2 separate regions of the Pan troglodytes genome follow, and region 2 is linked to region 1. Evidence: chromatin contacts called from public Hi-C data. All regions are on one chromosome and are shown on one strand. Each heading gives the region's core, a stretch centred on a gene start, on an enhancer-like site or on the middle of the called end of the contact. The rest is flanking DNA. Distances are from core to core; before and after follow the strand shown. Region 1 holds the start of APOE (apolipoprotein E). Region 2 holds the start of APOC2 (apolipoprotein C2).

What was found. Hi-C and Micro-C count contacts between places; a contact is called where the count stands out from the background.
Region 2: a contact with region 1 is called in a Hi-C map of induced pluripotent stem cells, with 2.8 times the contacts expected there. The contact joins the promoter of APOC2 here to the promoter of APOE in region 1. A contact is called at or near these places in 4 of 7 Hi-C or Micro-C datasets (blood, induced pluripotent stem cells and stem cell-derived neural progenitor cells), 1 of 1 datasets of contacts at active chromatin or transcription factors (stem cell-derived excitatory neurons) and 1 of 1 other capture datasets (stem cell-derived neural stem cells).

Annotation. Positions count from the first base shown.
Region 1 is chr20:47,857,850-47,865,556 of NHGRI_mPanTro3-v2.0_pri, reverse strand. APOE (apolipoprotein E) reads right to left here and starts at 3,416. Exons shown (of 4, transcript NM_001009007.1): 1 at 3,382-3,416; 2 at 2,548-2,613; 3 at 1,204-1,396; 4 at 1-637. The coding sequence starts at 2,590. TOMM40 (translocase of outer mitochondrial membrane 40) reads right to left here. Exons shown (of 10, transcript XM_016936178.4): 10 at 5,532-6,191. The coding sequence ends at 6,052.
Region 2 is chr20:47,898,962-47,906,668 of NHGRI_mPanTro3-v2.0_pri, reverse strand. APOC2 (apolipoprotein C2) reads right to left here and starts at 2,632. Exons shown (of 3, transcript NM_001243899.1): 1 at 2,578-2,632; 2 at 2,251-2,410; 3 at 1,825-1,915. The coding sequence starts at 2,632. The coding sequence ends at 1,825. It overlaps APOC4 (apolipoprotein C4), which reads right to left. Exons shown (of 3, transcript XM_003316446.7): 2 at 6,200-6,341; 3 at 5,592-5,950. The coding sequence ends at 5,785. It overlaps LOC129138105 (a long non-coding RNA gene), which reads left to right. Exons shown (of 2, transcript XR_008541082.1): 2 at 53-1,030.

The sequences.
Region 1 (7,707 bases), core at 2,167-4,666:
CTGCATGTCTTCCACCAGGGGCTCGAACCAGCTCTTGAGGCGGGCCTGGAAGGCCTCGGCCTGCAGGCGTATCTGCTGGGCCTGCTCCTCCAGCTTGGCGCGCACCTCCGCCACCTGCTCCTTCACCTCGTCCAGGCGGTCGCGGGTCCGGCTGCCCATCTCCTCCATCCGCGCGCGCAGCCGCTCGCCCCAGGCCTGGGCCCGCTCCTGCAGCGGCTGGCCGGCCAGGGAGCCCACAGTGGCGGCCCGCACGCGGCCCTGTTCCACCAGGGGCCCCAGGCGCTCGCGGATGGCGCTGACGCCGCGCTCGGCGCCCTCGCGGGCCCCGGCCTGGTACACTGCCAGGCGCTTCTGCAGGTCATCGGCATCGCGGAGCAGCCGCTTGCGCAGCTTGCGCAGGTGGGAGGCGAGGCGCGCCCGCAGCTCCTCGGTGCTCTGGCCGAGCATGGCCTGCACCTCGCCGCGGTACTGCACCAGGCGGCCGCGCACGTCCTCCATGTCCGCGCCCAGCCGGGCCTGCGCCGCCTGCAGCTCCTTGGACAGCCGGGCCCGCGTCTCCTCCGCCACCGGGGTCAGTTGTTCCTCCAGTTCCGATTTGTAGGCCTTCAACTCCTTCATGGTCTCGTCCATCAGCGCCCTGCGGCCGAGAGGGCGGCAGGGTGTCGCACAGTGGGAGGCGGGGAGAAGGGCTGGGATGGGGGCGGGCGAGATGGGGATGAGCCAGAGAGACCCAAGAGGGAGAGAAGGAACGGGGCAGAGGCCGAGAGAAGGAGACAGAGACAGATGCAGAGAGCAGAGGCAGAGACGAAGAAGGAGCTAGGAGGCCGGGCAAGGTGGCTCATGCCTCTAATCCCAGCACTTTGGGAGGCCGAGGCGGGAGGATCGCTTGAGCCCAGAAGTTCAAGACCAGCCTGGGCAACACAGTGAGACCCCATCTCTCTGTCTCTATATAAAAGAGCTAGGGAAGGACAGAGACAGAGCCAGGACGAGTGTGAGAGACTGAGTCAGAAGGGAAGAGGGAGAGACAAAGCTGAGAGAGAATTCCAGAGAGCTAAAGCCAGGAGTCAGAAATGGGAAGAGGAAGCTAGAACCAGCAGAGACCCAGGCCCCCCAAGACTTAGCGACAGGGGCAGAATGAAACCTGGACCTGGGGAGGTATAGCCGCCCACCAGGAGGGTCAAGGGCCAGGATGGGGACACTCACGTCAGTTCCTGGGTGACCTGGGAGCTGAGCAGCTCCTCCTGCACCTGCTCAGACAGTGTCTGCACCCAGCGCAGGTAATCCCAAAAGTGACCCAGCGCCAGTTCCCAGCGCTGGCCGCTCTGCCACTCGGCCTGCTGGTGCAGCTCGGGCTCCGGCTCTGTCTCCACCACTTGCTCCACCTTGGCCTGGCATCCTGTGTGGAACAAGTTCAAGGTGGGTCAGGGTCCTTCTGACCCCGTCCAGGCATCTAGTACCTAGGGGCACACAGAAGGTGCTCCACAAATGCTTCTTTGGAGCCATGGTGGGCAGGGTGAGGGGGGAGTCGGTTTAATCACTTGACAAGCGTTATGTATTTATAGACAGGGTCTTGCTCTGTCACCCAGGCTGGAGTGCAGCGGCCTGAACATAGTTCACTGCAACCTTGACCTTCTGGGCTCAAGCGATCCTCCTGCCTCGGCCTCCTGAGTAGCTGAGACCACAGGTGTGTGGCACCATGCCTGGCTAATTTTTGTATTTTTAGTAGAGACAGGGTCTCACTATGTTGCCCAGGCTGGTGTTGAACTCCTGGGCTCAAGTGATCCTCCCACCTTGGCCTCCCGAAGTGCTGGGATTACAGGGGTGAGCCACCGCGCCCAGCGGAAAAGCATGTATTGAGTGTCCTTGTGTGCCCCAGGCAGGGCTGTGTGGGGTGATGGAGAATAAAGATCACAGCTGCCCCGTGTCTGGTATTCACTACCTGCCTGCAATGCATTAGAAACCTCTAACTCCCAGCCAGGCGCGGTGGCTCACGCCTGTAATCCCAGCACTTTGGGAGATCGAAACGGGCAGATCACCTGAGGTCAGGAGTTCCAGACCAGCCTGGCCAACATGGTGAAACCCCGTCTCTACTAAAAATACAAAAAAGTTAGTCGGGTGTGGTGGCATGTGCCTGTAGTCCCAGCTACTTGGGAGGCTGAGGCAGGAGAATGGCGTGGACCTGGGAGGCGGAGCTTGCAGTGAGCCGAGATCCCGCCACTGCACTCCAGCCTGGGAGCCACTGCACTCCAGCCTGGGCGACAGAGCGAGACTTCATCTCAAAAAAACAAAACAACAACAAACAACAACAACAAAACAACTTCTAACTCCTGTCTCAAGGATGGGGGAAACCGAGGCCCAGAGAGCGTCAAATCGCTGTTCAGAGCCAGGAAGCAGCACAGAAGCCTCAGACCTGGGCCTTCCTCTCAAGGGGAAGACAGACCAGCAGAAGAAGAGGGGGCCCAGGGTCTGCCTGAATGGGGCCAGGAGGTTGAGGTGAGGATGAGAGGGGGAGGAGCGGGGGGAACCGAGCAAGCCCCGCCCCCATACCTGCCAGGAATGTGACCAGCAACGCAGCCCACAGAACCTTCATCTTCCTGCCTGTGATTGGCCAGTCTGGGGAGGGAGAAACTGTCAATCAACCGCCAGTGAGGACTCCTCCCACCCCCAGCCCGGCCCCAACCCGGCCTCACCCCAGGTTAGCCTTCCAAGCCTTGTTCCATTATCTGCAACAGCCTAATCCCAGCACAAACATTTACCATGCCGCCCCCAACCCATTCCCTATTTAACTCCCTCCTGGTCTTCTCTTATCTCCCCATCCCGAGGTCGGCCTCCATAGAAAATTCCATCTTCCTCTCCCGGGGTTCAAATTCCATCCCCCCACCCCCTCCCCACCGCCGGTTCCATCTCAGTCCCAGTCTCGCATTCCTCATTCTCCCTTCACATTCTAAGCTCCAACCTCACATTTAAGCGCCGTGTTCCATTTATGAGCTAATTCAGTCCTCATTTTAAAGTTCTCCAATCGACGGCTAGCTACCGTGTCGCTGCCCCTGGCTCCCCAGTTATGGAGATCTGAGGACACTGGGGACACCCAGTAGGTGCTCGATAAATGATAGTGACAACTCGTGGAGTCCTGCTATGGCTTAGATCCCAGTCCAGCTGCTCTCCCCACCCCACCTTCTAGCGGGTCGGGTCGTCTCTGCTGCCCAGCCCTTCCCAGGTCCAGTCCCCTGCTGCTTGCCTCACCCCCGCTCCTCCTCTCCCCAAGCCCGACCCCGAGTAGCTCTCCTGAGACTACCTGGAGGCCAGGGCTTCCCAAGGTCCCAGCTACATCTTTCTAGAGGCCCCTGAGCTCATCCCCGTGCCCCCGACTGCGCTTCTCACCGGCTCCTGGGGAAGGACGTCCTTCACCTCCGCTGGGGCTGAGTAGGACTCAAGGATCCCAGACTCGTCCAATTATAGGGCTCCCCCTGTCCCGCCCCCTCCCCCAGGGATAGGGCGGGCTGGGCCAGCCCCCAGTCACGAGGTGGGCTGTTCTCCCCCTGCCCCAGGCACAGCAGGGCAGAGGGAGGAAGGAGGTGGGGCATAGAGGCCTTTTGACCACCCCCCACAGTCCCCAGGAAGGGAGGACACCTCGCCCAGTAATCCAGACACCCTCCTCCATTCTGGGGGCCAAGCGTGGAAGGGGAATGTGGAGGCTGCCGCCCAGAGTCCTCCTTCCCTGACCCTGTCCTTTCCTGTGCCTGGATGAATGTAATCTGGAGAGGGGGCTGGGGATCTGGACTCCTGGATCCCAGAAAGAAAGTAGGGCTGGGGGGCTGGACAGAAGTGGGATGGGAGGGGCTGGGGGCGGTAGCTCATGCCTGTAATCCCAGCACTTTGGGAGGCCACAGTGGGCGAAGCACTTAAGGTCAGGAGTTTGAGACCAGCCTGGCCAACATGGTGAAACCCCATCTCTACTAAAAGTACAAAAGTTAGCCAGGTGTGGTGGCGGGCGCCTGTAATCCTAGCTACTTGGGAGGCTGAGGCAGGAGAATCGCTTGAACCCGGGAGGCGGAGGTTACAGTGAGCCGAGATCTCGCCACTGCACTCCAGCCTCAGCAAGAGGGAGACTGTCTCAAAAAAAGAAAAAAAAGAAAGTGGGGCTAGGCGGCTGGACAGAAGTGGGATGGGAGGGGTGGGAACAGTATGATGCATCTGCTACAAGTCGAGGCTTTGCAAATGGGACCTGGGTTTTAATCACAGCTTCCTCTTTGGTTGTGACCTTGAGCACAGGGGAGCCCCCTCCCCACATGTGAAATGAGATTCCAGCACCTCCCCCTGGCTGCCACAGGCATTGTGGTTTCCAGGGGCTTGAAGCCGTGCTTCTGGGTTAAGGTTAGGATTCTAGAGTCAAATTGCCAGGGCGTGAATCCTGGCTCTGCCAGTTGCCAGCTGTGTGACCTTGGGCAAATGACTTGTCCTCTCTGAGCATCAAGTTCCTTTGCTCATCAGACTGGGAGCAGCGGCACGGATATGTTTGGTGACAAGCTAACGTGTATTGAGCATGGAGGACAGCCCTGGCACACAGCGGTCCTATGTTAGGGCTAGCAATGGACAGGCCACAGTGAACGCTCAGACGCTGTCACTTTCCTAAGCCCTGTTATAAATCCCAGATGTTTCAGAGGAGAAACCCGTGGTTCAGCAGCAAGACGAATGGCAAAACCACACAGCGAGAACTGGGAGGGGCTGGGATTCATTCCTGGCTCCTGGAGCGGGTGGGATCAGAAGATTCTGCGGGTCAGGGGAGGCTGAACTCCTGGTTCGAGAAGGAACCCCCAGTGCCGGGCCGGGCCTGTTTGCTTTGGCTGGCAAGGGGTGGCTGAGGTGGGGTTGGTAACCTGGGGTTGGTTCTACTCAGCAGCCTCCTTCCCCAGACCCTGGGGGCAGACAGGGTTTCAGTTCCTGTAGGCTCGGGAGTCGTGGTGGGCATCAGCTGACCCCAGCCCTAGGGTGGCAAAATCCAGACAGCACCAAGTCCTCAGACACAGGTGACCCAACTCCCATGGCTGGCCTAGGCCCCTCCTCCAAGGCCTACGAGTCCTTGAGCCCCTTCTCCCTGACACAGCAGTTCCTAGTACCCTAGTTGTTCTGAAGCTGTTCCAGTAGCTTGAACCCTCTCCCAGCTCCCTGCCCCCATCTCTGCACTCAGAGACAGTGTCATCTCTGCTGCTGCAGTCTGCAGGGACAAAGTCCTCTATAGCCACTCCGGCCAGGTCAAGCTGGGGGCAAGTGACCTTGAGACCCTACCCTCAGGCAAGGGAAGGCCCGTGGTGTCCCCCAGCAGGGCAGATGTTCCGGATGGGGAGACAGCGACCCCAGGCCACGCTGCGCCCCTCTGAGCCGGACTTAAGGTAGCATCAAGGATCCGCTGCTTTCCGTGCTCCGGCCCTCTGGCGCCCCCTGCAGGCGGCTGGGGGAAGGTCAGGGCGGCCAGACTCCGGATGAAATGCTCAAAACAGGCCAGACACACTTGAGAAAACGGAGGCCTCCCATCGTTTTTTTTCCCACGTATATTTTTTGTTGTTTTTTGTTTTTTTTCTGTAAAATGTCCTGGTTCTTCCATAACTTATAAACATGATTTATACCGAGGAGATGGGAAAGTGGACGGGGCAGGGTGGACTGACCAGGGATGGGGAAGCTCCTCTCGCTGCCCCCTCGGGGCGGGCCCAGGCCCTTTGGAGGATGGGGACGCCAGGACACTCCTCCCTGAGGTTGTCTGGCCGCCTCTGCCCCTGGTGCTCAGAATCCTGCGTGCCCCTCAATTCCGGAATCCCTCCCGGGACCCCAGGCCCACTGGGCACGCTGCCCCTGCTACTCAGAATCCCGAAGCGCCATTCGGTTCCAGAATCCCCTCCTCAGCTGCTGGGGTGGCGGGGTCCCTCCTTTCCGATGTCCCCCCCGACCCCCAAGGGGGGAGGGAAGGGAGGGGGGCTCAGGTCTCCCCTCTGTGGCAGGGGGAGGTGGAGGTGGAGGTGGAATCGGAAGGGCGTGGAAGGCGGGGGCCAGGAGGGCTCAGCCGATGGTGAGGCCAAAGCCACACTGGAACTTGTTCTTGCGGTGATTCAGGAAGGCCCCAAGGGCCAGTGTCAGGGGCAGGGGCGGGAGCTTCTTCTCCAGCGTGGCACCCACGATCCAGTTGCTATCCACAGAGCCTGCAGGGAAGAGCTGAGGTGAGAGGCGTGCCAGCTTCCCACCATATCCATGCAGAGTTCCTGGCCACCTTGGATACCAGCCACATGCCGACAGCTTCCAGACCTCTAACCACACTGCTCCTGCCACCCTGAAACCCCATCACACCAACAACTTCACGCTGGAGCAAATGGCTCCCTCCTCCTCTGCTCTCCGCTCAGTGACCCCTGCCCTCTGAAAAGCCCTCCAGACCCCTGGGTTCCCCCAACCTAGTCCTGCCCACTCTGCGGATGAATCTGTTCCTCTCACTGAGTCCCGTGAAGACAGGGCTGGTCACCGCTGTGTCCCCAGCAGTGCTCAGCAGGAGGCTCAAACACCCAAAATCTGTGAGCCACAGATATCCAAGAAGACTTAAGACTGGACATTGGGACTACGACCAGTGTGCCTGAGATGAGGTTCTGGATTTAGTTGTGACCTTGAAACCTCTGGAAGCCTCAGTTTCCACTAACGTAAGATGAATGGGGCAGGCTCCATGCTTCCAAAGTGCCTTCTACCCTGGCTGGGTGTGGTGGCTCACACCTATAATCCCAGCACTTTGGGAGGCCAAGGCTTGAGTCCAGGAGTTCGAGACCAGCCTGGGCAACATGGTGAAACCCCTGTCTCTCCCAAAACTATCAAAAAAATTAACTGGGCCTGGTGGCATACACCTGTGGTCCTAGCTACTCAGGAGGCTGAGGTGGGAAGGCTGCTTGAGCCTGGGAGGTGGAGGCTGCAGTGAGCCGCAGTTGCACTGCTGCACTCTAGCCTGGGCGACAGAGGGAGACCAGTCTCAGAAAAATAAGAGAGTCAAGTGCAGAAAAATAAGAGGGGATGGACAAAGCTCCAGCTTGGCCCAAACACCCATCAGATGCTCCACCAGATTTTTTTTAACATTTATTTATTTATTTCATTTTATTTTTTTTGGAGATGGAGTCTCACTCTGTCACCCAGGCTGGAGTGCAGTGGTGCAGTCTCAACTCCCTGCAACCTCCGCCTCCCAGGTTCAAGTGATTCTTGTGCCTCAGCCTCCTAAGTAGCGGGGACTACAGTTGCAGCACGCTACCACACCCGGCTAATGTTTGTACTTTTAGTAGAGAGGGGATTTCACCACGTTGGCCAGGCTGGTCTCCAACTCCTGGCCTTAAGTATTCTACCTGGCTTGGCCTCCCAAAATGCTGGGATTACAGGCGTGAGTCACCACGCCTGGCCGCTCTACCTACTTTTTTTTTCCAAGCATAAAACATAGTAGAGGGTTGTCCACCTACTTTTTTTTTTTTGAGACGAAGTCGCTCTGTCGCCCAGGCTGGAGTGCGGTGGCACGATCTCGGCTCACCGCAAGCTCCGCCTCCTGGGTTCATACCATTTTCCCGCCTCAGCCTCAGTAGTTGGGACTATAGGCACCCGCAACCACACCCGGCTAATTTTGTTTTTGTATTTTTAGTAGAGACGGGGTTTCACCGTGTTAGCCAGGATGGTCTCAATCTCCTTACCTCGGCCCGC
Region 2 (7,707 bases), core at 1,383-3,882, 42 kb before region 1:
TGTGCTTTTTGCTTGCAATTTTTTTTTAATAAGTTTTTCTTTTTTTTTTTAGAGACGGAGTCTCACTCTGCTGCCCAGGCTGGAGTGCAGTGGCACTATCTCCGCCTCCAGGGTACAAGCAATTCTCCTGCCTCAGCCTCCAGGTAACTGGGATTACAGGCGCGGGCCACCCCTAGCTAATTTTTGTGTTTTTATTAGAGACAAGGTTTCACCATGTTGGCCAGGCTGGTCTTGAACTCCTGACCTCAGATGATCTGCCCACCTCAGCCAACCAAAGTGCTGGGATTACAGGCGTGCGCCACCACGCCGGCCCTAGAGGTTTGTCTTCTTGGGTCCCAGCCAAGAAGTACTGACTTGGGCACCATTCTCCCTCTGCCACGGGACCATTATACACTGATTGCAATGGCACGTTTAAAGTGTCAGCCCAGGCCTGGTGCGGTGGTTCACACCCGTAATCCCAACACTTTGGAAGGGCAAGGTGGGCAGATCGCTTGAGCCCAGGAATTGGAGACTAGCCTAGGCAACTTGACGAAACCCCGTCTCTACTAAAAATACAAAAAATTAGCCAGGTGTGGCAGTGGGCATCCCTAGTCCCAACTACTTGGGAGGCTGAGATGGGAGGATCTCTTGAGCCCAAAAGGTCAAGGCTACAGTAAGCCAAGATCTCACCACTGCACTTCAGCCTGGGCGACAGAGCAAGACCTTATCTCAAAACAAAATAAATAAAATAAAAAATGTGTCAGTCCAGCAACTGTAAGGCAGGAAAATAGGGAGGCAGGGAACATAAGGCCAATTCACTTCAGCTATAACAGGAAACATCCTCTCCGGTAGGCCATAAATGACTTTGTAACTTTTCTTCATCCTCTCCATTTACATAGGGTGTACCAGAAGTAACCAGTGGAAGGGGAATCCTCTAGGGGGAGTTTAAACTCCCAAAAATTCTGTAACAGGGCTTTTGAACCCATATGCTTGGGCCCGCTCCCACTCTGTTTGGTGTATGTTTCTTTTCAATAAATCCCTTCATTCCTTCCTTGCTTTGTTTGTGCGTTTTGTCCAGTTCTTTGTTCAGGACGCCAAAAACCTGGACACCATTCACCGTTAACAACTGGAGACTGTCAGAGGCCACTGTGGACTAGCTGTATCTATGATTTGTCATTTTACAAATGAGAAAGCTGGATTTTGGCCTGGCGCGGTGGCTCATGCCTGTCACCCCAGTACTTTGGGAGGCTGAGGCGGGTGGATCACTTGAGGTCAGAAGTTTGAGACCAGCCTAGCCAACTGGCAAAACCCTACTAAAAATACAAACATTAGCCGTGCACAGTGGCACATGCCCATAATCCCAGCTACTCCAGAGGCTGAGGCACACAGAATCGCTGGAACCTGGGAGGCGGAGGGTGCAGTGAGCCGAGATTGCACCACTGCTGTCCAGCCTGGGTGACAGAGTGAAACCCTGTCTCAAAAAATAAAAAAAGAGAGAAAGCCGGACTTCAATAAAGATTAGTCTCTAATTGCTGTTACGATTATTTATTGTTACTATTCACTGCTTTATTCCCATGGACCCATGGGTTAGGGCTCCATACATAAAGTAGGTGCTCATTAAATGTTGGCTGGACTGAGTCAGCCCCTCCATCTTGGCCCTTGAGTCCTCAGAAAAGCAGTGCCATCCATGAGAAGCAACTTGAATTGTATTTTTTATTGAAAAGAATTCAGGCTAGAGTTGGGAGGAGGATGCAAGAGCTACTGGGAAGGGGGAGCTCAGTCTGAACCTGGGGGATCAGGGGAGTGAGGGACTCTCCCCTTGTCCACTGATGGGGGGTCTGGCTGTTACTCCTCTCCCTTCAGCACAGAAAGAACTTGGTCAGTAAAAATGCCTGTGTAAGTGCTCATGGCTGCTGTGCTTTTGCTGTACAAGTCCCTGGGGAGAAAGCACAGATGGTTAGAGGGAGGAGGGGCTGGGGGTCTGGACCCCTGGGTCTGAGGGAGGAGGGTCTGGGGGCCTGGACTCCTGGGTCTGAGGGAGGAGGGGCTGGGGGCCTGGACTCCTGGGTCTGAGGGAGGAGGGGCTGGGGGCCTGGACTCCTGGGTCTGAGGGAGGAGGGGCTGGGGGCCTGGACTCCTGAGTCTGAGGGAGGAGGGGCTGAGGCCTGGACTCCTGGGTCTGAGGGAGGAGGGGCTGGGGCCTCAACTTCTGGGTCCTGGATGCAGTCGGTGGTATGGGCCAGACCCCATTTCTCCAGGGGCAGGTGCTACCTGAGTTTCTCATCTACAGCGGGCAGGTATGTCTTCTCGTACAGGTTCTGGGCGGCTGTCTTTGCTGACTCCCAGTAACTGGAGAGAGATTCCTTCACCTGGGTGAGGAAGGTCGGGCTAGGCGTCTCATCTTGCTGGGGCTGTTGGGTCCCCTGGACCTCTGCAGGGGGAGAGTGTGTCAGGAGAGCCCGTGGGGCTGCAGCAGGGGGAAAGGAGGAAGGAAGAAGAGGAGAGGGCAGAGGCAGAGGTAAGAAGGGCCTGGGCTGGGAAGATGCTTGGAGCTCATTCCCCTCCCCAAGGCTTCCCTCCCCGGAAGCCCACACTCACCAAATCCCAATACCAGGAGCACAAGAAACAGAGCCGGGAGGAGTCGTGTGCCCATAGTGTCCAGAGACCTGGAACATTGAGGGGGTGACATGTGGCAGGCTGACTGGAGGTGGCTGTTCCTGTGGTCACGCCCCACTCTGGTGGGGGGGAACTGAGATCCTGCCCTGTGTGTGCTCGGTGTCCCAGTCAAGTTTCCCATGCATGGACTTGGACACAGCCCCCTTCTTGGGCCTCACTTTCCAACATTCTGTGATTCTACTCCTGATTTTAACATTTTAATTATTATTTTTTTCTTTTTTGAGATGGAATCTCACTCTGTTGCCCAGGCTGGAGTGCAGTGGTGCAATCTCGGCTCACTGCAACCCCCACCTCCCAGGTTCAAGCAATTCTCCTGCCTCAGCCTCCCCAGTAGCTGGGATTACAGGCACCCGCCACCACCCGGCTGATTTTTGTTTTTGTATTTTTTGAGATGGAGTCTCGCTCTGTCACCCAGGCTGGAGTGCAGTGGCGTGTTCTCGGCTCACTGCAACCTCTGCCTCCAGGGTTCTAGCAATTCTTCTGCCTCAGCCTCCCAAGGAGCTGGAATCACAAGCACCTGCCACCATGCCCGGCTAATATTTTGTATTTTTAGTAGAGATGGGGTTTCACCATGCTGGCCAGGCTGGTCTCGAACTTCTGACCTCGTGATCCGCCCACCTTGGCCTCCCGAAGTGCTAGGATTACAGGCTTGAGCCACTGTGCCCCACCTGATTTTTGTATTTTTAGTAGAGATGGGGTTTCACCATGTTGGCCAGGCTGGTCTTGAACTCCTAACCTCAAGTGATTTGCCTGCCTTGGCCTCCCAAAGTGCTGGAATTACAGGCATGAGCCACCATGCCCAGCTGCTAATTTTTATTCTTTTGTAGAGATGGGAGACTTGCTTTGTTGCCCAGGCTGGTCTGGAACTCCTGGGCTCAAGCGATCCTCCCATCTCGGCCTCCCCAGGGTGCTGGGAGTACAGGTGTGAGCCACTGAGCCCAGCCTAGAAGGCTTTCTTGAGCACCTAAACAGTTCTGGGCCCAGCAGGGAACACAGCAAAGCCTCTGCCCTTTGCTAAGGCTGAGTCAGTGCAGGGAGGTGCTCTGCAGACACCATTAAGGACCTACAGTAGATCAAATGTGTTACCTTAGGGCTCTGCCCTAAGTCAGACCTCATGTCCCTGCATCTCCTCACTGAGTTCTCACCTGCTCTATGAGAGAGGCACTTTTGGTGACGAAGAACATGCACAGGGCACAATATCATCATCCACACGTAGGAGATGAGGAAGTACGGCAGAAAGAGGGTGAGATCTGATCCCCGGAGAAAGAACACAAGCAAATGGTCTACAATTCTTTTTTTTTTTCCGAGACAAGGTCTTGTTCTCTTGCCCAGGCTGGAGTGCGATGGCGCAATTTTGGCTCACCGCAACCTCTGTCTTCCGGGTTCGAGCGATTCTCCTGCCTCAGCCTCCTGAGTAACTGGAAATACAAGCATGCACCACCATGCCTGTCTAATTTTTGTATTTTTAGTAGAGACGGGGTTTCACCATGTTGGCCAGGCTGGTCTCCAACTCCTGACATCAAGTGATCCGTCTGCCTTGGCCTCCCAAAGCGTTTGGATTACAAGTGTAAGCCACCACGCCCAGCCTCCAGTTCTTTTTTAGTTTTTTAAATTTTTTCATTCTTTTTTTCCCCCAAGACTGAGTCTTGCTCTGTCACCCAGGCTAGAGTACAGTGGCACGATCTGGGCTCACTACAACCTCCGCTTCCTGGGTTCAAGCAATTCTCCTGTCTCAGCCTCTGGAATAGCTGGGATTACAGGCATATGCTACCACACCCGGCTAATTTTTGTATTTTTAGTATAGATGTGGTTTCATCATGCTGGTAAGGCTGGTGTCGAACTCCTGACCTCAAGTGATCCACCCGCCTCGGCCTCCCAGAGTGCTGGGATTACAGGCATGAGCCATTGTACCTAGCCCTTTTTCTTTCTCTTTTTTAGAAATGGGGTTTCTCTGTCACCCAGGCTGGAACACGGTGGCAAGATCACAGCTCACTGCATCCTCAAACTCCTGGGCTCAAGGGATCCTCCCCACCTCAGCCACCCCAACTCTAAGCAGAAGCTCAAATAGTCTACAGTTCTAAATTCTGTGATTTGTGGAATGTGGTGGTGTACCTGTAGTCCCAGCTACTGGGGAGGCTGAGGCAGGAGGATTGCTTGAGCCCAGGAGTTTGAGTCTAGCCTGGGCTACATAGCAAGACTCCATCTCTCTCTCTGTCTCACACACACACACACACACACACACACACACACACACACACACACAGTCATGGTTCCAACACGGGCTTCTAACATTGTGCCTCTTAAAATTCCTGCTTTATCGATCTTTGCCCTCTCCCTGCTGACGCCCCCCTGTCCCCGCACCCTGAGTCCCTTTCTTACCAGACTCTGGCAGGCTGTCCTCACCAGCTCCGGACGGGCACAGAGAGGCTTTATAGCGGTTGAGACCCACTTCCGCTCCACAGCCACAACCCCCATCCTTTGTCTAGGCCAAAGTCCTGGCCAACAGAACTGCCGAGGGGGTGGGTGGGGACAGAAAGGGCAATGACCTCCCCCAAGGTCACGTCACAGGGAACCCTCACTCTGAGAATTCGCCTCCGACAGAGGCTGGGTTGGGGGCTGTGGAGGGGTTGGAGGTGCTGGGTGCCCACTGGGAATGGAGTCAGAGCTTGTAGGAGACAAGGGCGAAGCTCTCAGTGAGGGCCATCTTGGGGACCTGCTGACTCCACCCGCGCTCCTGCCCTCACCCTCCTGAAACTGACATGCCTTGAAGTCCCCCATTCTCCGCAAGCCCACAATAGGGTGTTATTCCTTGATACCCTTCCCGACCTCCCTACTCTTCCTTCCCCATCAGGTGTCACCTCTTCTACTCATTGATTCCTGGGAGGCAGTGGGGTGGGTTTTTTTCTGGCCACACTGGGGAAGGATCCAGACAGGGACACAGGTGAGACTTTATTTATTGGAGAAGTATGAACTTTTTTTTTTTCTTTTTGTTTTACCCCCCAAGAGATCTCGCTGTGTTGCCCAGGCTGGTCTCGAACTCCTGGGCTCAAGCCATCCTCCTACCTCAGCCTCCTGAGTAGCTGGGACTACAGGCACCTGCCACAACCACACCTGGCTTTTATGAACATTTTAACCCTGGTCCTTGTCCCCACAGACAAGCCTGGGGCACAGGCTGTGGGTCTTCTTCAAGAGGCTGTCTTTGGATTCGAGGAGCCAGGCCTTGGTGCGCGGACCCAGGTCCCTCAGGTGGTCGTCATAGTAGGTCTGCATGAAGCCCCAGAAGGTGCTCGGGCTCCTACAGGAGAGAGGACATCACAGTGGAGGCCCCAGCTCTCCCCAGGTGTTCTCTGCCCCATTTATCCGCTCCTCTCTGTGACCTAGGAGTTCCTGCTCTCAGCTCTAACCCTCCACTCCTCCCAGACCTAGGGGTCACAGCCCCACTCCCACCCTTTCCTCCTCCCTGAGACCCAGGGGTCCAGGCCCCAGCCCCTCCTCCCTCAGACCCAGGAGTCCCCTCCCACCACCCAGCCCAGCACACCCTCACCAGAACCATTGCCACCCGTCTCTGGTCCTGTTCACCACTGGCTCCAGCAGCTCCTTCATCCTGCCCCTCACCAGGCTCCAGCGACTCATCTTTAGCTTTGGCGGGGTGCTCGGGGTTCCTTCCTGGGCCTCTGGCTGGCATGCTAGGTGGAACCAGAGGGCAACTTGGGTGGGCTGGGACCCTAGAATCCCCTTCTCCCTTTCCCTCCATGCTCATCCTGTGTCGCTCCCGGTGGCCCAGGGGCAGCCCCCTGCCAGTCCTCTCGCCTCCTGCCTTTACCCTTATGTGTCCCCTGACCGCTAACCCCTCTTTAACCATCAGCCATCTCTTTTTTTTTTTTTTTTCTTTTTTTTTATGAGACAGAGTCAGTCTCTTGCTCTGTTGCCCAGGGTGGAGTGCAGTGTCATGATCTCGTCTCATTGCAACCTCCACCTCCTGGATTCAAGCAATTTTCCTGCCTCAGCCTCCCGAGTAGCAGGGATTACAGGCATCTGCCATCATGCCCGGCTAATTTTTGTATTTTTAGTAGAGATGGGGTTTTGCCATGTTGGGGCCTCGAACTCCTGACCTCAAGTGATCCACCCACCTCGGGCTCCCAAAACGCTGGGATTACAGATGTGAGCCACCCTGTCCGGCTGGGCCATCTCTTCACCTTGTGTCAGTAGTCCCTCCTGTCACCCTGTCTGCCTGTGGTTCCCCTCTAATGGCCTCTCTAATTGCCATCCTCTGATGCCTCCTTTCACCACCTGATTTTGCTGCCCAGGAACTACCCCCTTCCCCCTTCGTTCTCCTGTGACCCCCACCCTGTCTGAGCTACCTCTGTGGACAGTGGAGGGAGAGCAGGAGGTGACTTTCTGCCCCCAGGGGCAGACATTGGCTTAGCCTTGCTGTCAGTTCCTCTTTCCGGGCCAGACCTTCTACCCACGCATCTGGACAAAGCCTCGCCTACAGAGACCAGCCGTCACGCGGGGGCCACATGTAGCTGGCTGTGTGCCTTGGCCGGTGACTTATCCTGTCTCCCCAGGACTGTTTCTCCTTTTGTAGAATGGGATAATAATATCTACCTCAGGGTTATCGTGAGAATTAAGAGTTACTACATACGATGCACATGGAATGGTGCCTTGCACATTGTCTACATACGTGTTAAATTTTTTTTTTTTTCAGACGGAGTCTTGCTCTGTCACCCAGGTTGGAATGCAGTGGCGCGATCTCGGCTCACTGCAACCTCTGCCTCCCGGGTTCAAGTGATTCTCTGGCCTCAGCCTCCCGAGTAGCTGGGACTACAGGCGCATGCCACCATGCATGGCTAATTTTTTGTATTTTTAGTAGAGATGGGTTTTTACCCATCTGTTAGCCAGGATGATCTCAAATCTCCTGACCTTGCGATCTGCCCGCCTCGGCCTCCGAAAGTGCTGGGATTACAGGCATGAGCCACCGTGCCTGGCCCCGTATTAAAAATTTAAATTTCTACTGGATAATGCTGATCTAGAATATGATCCCATTTTAAA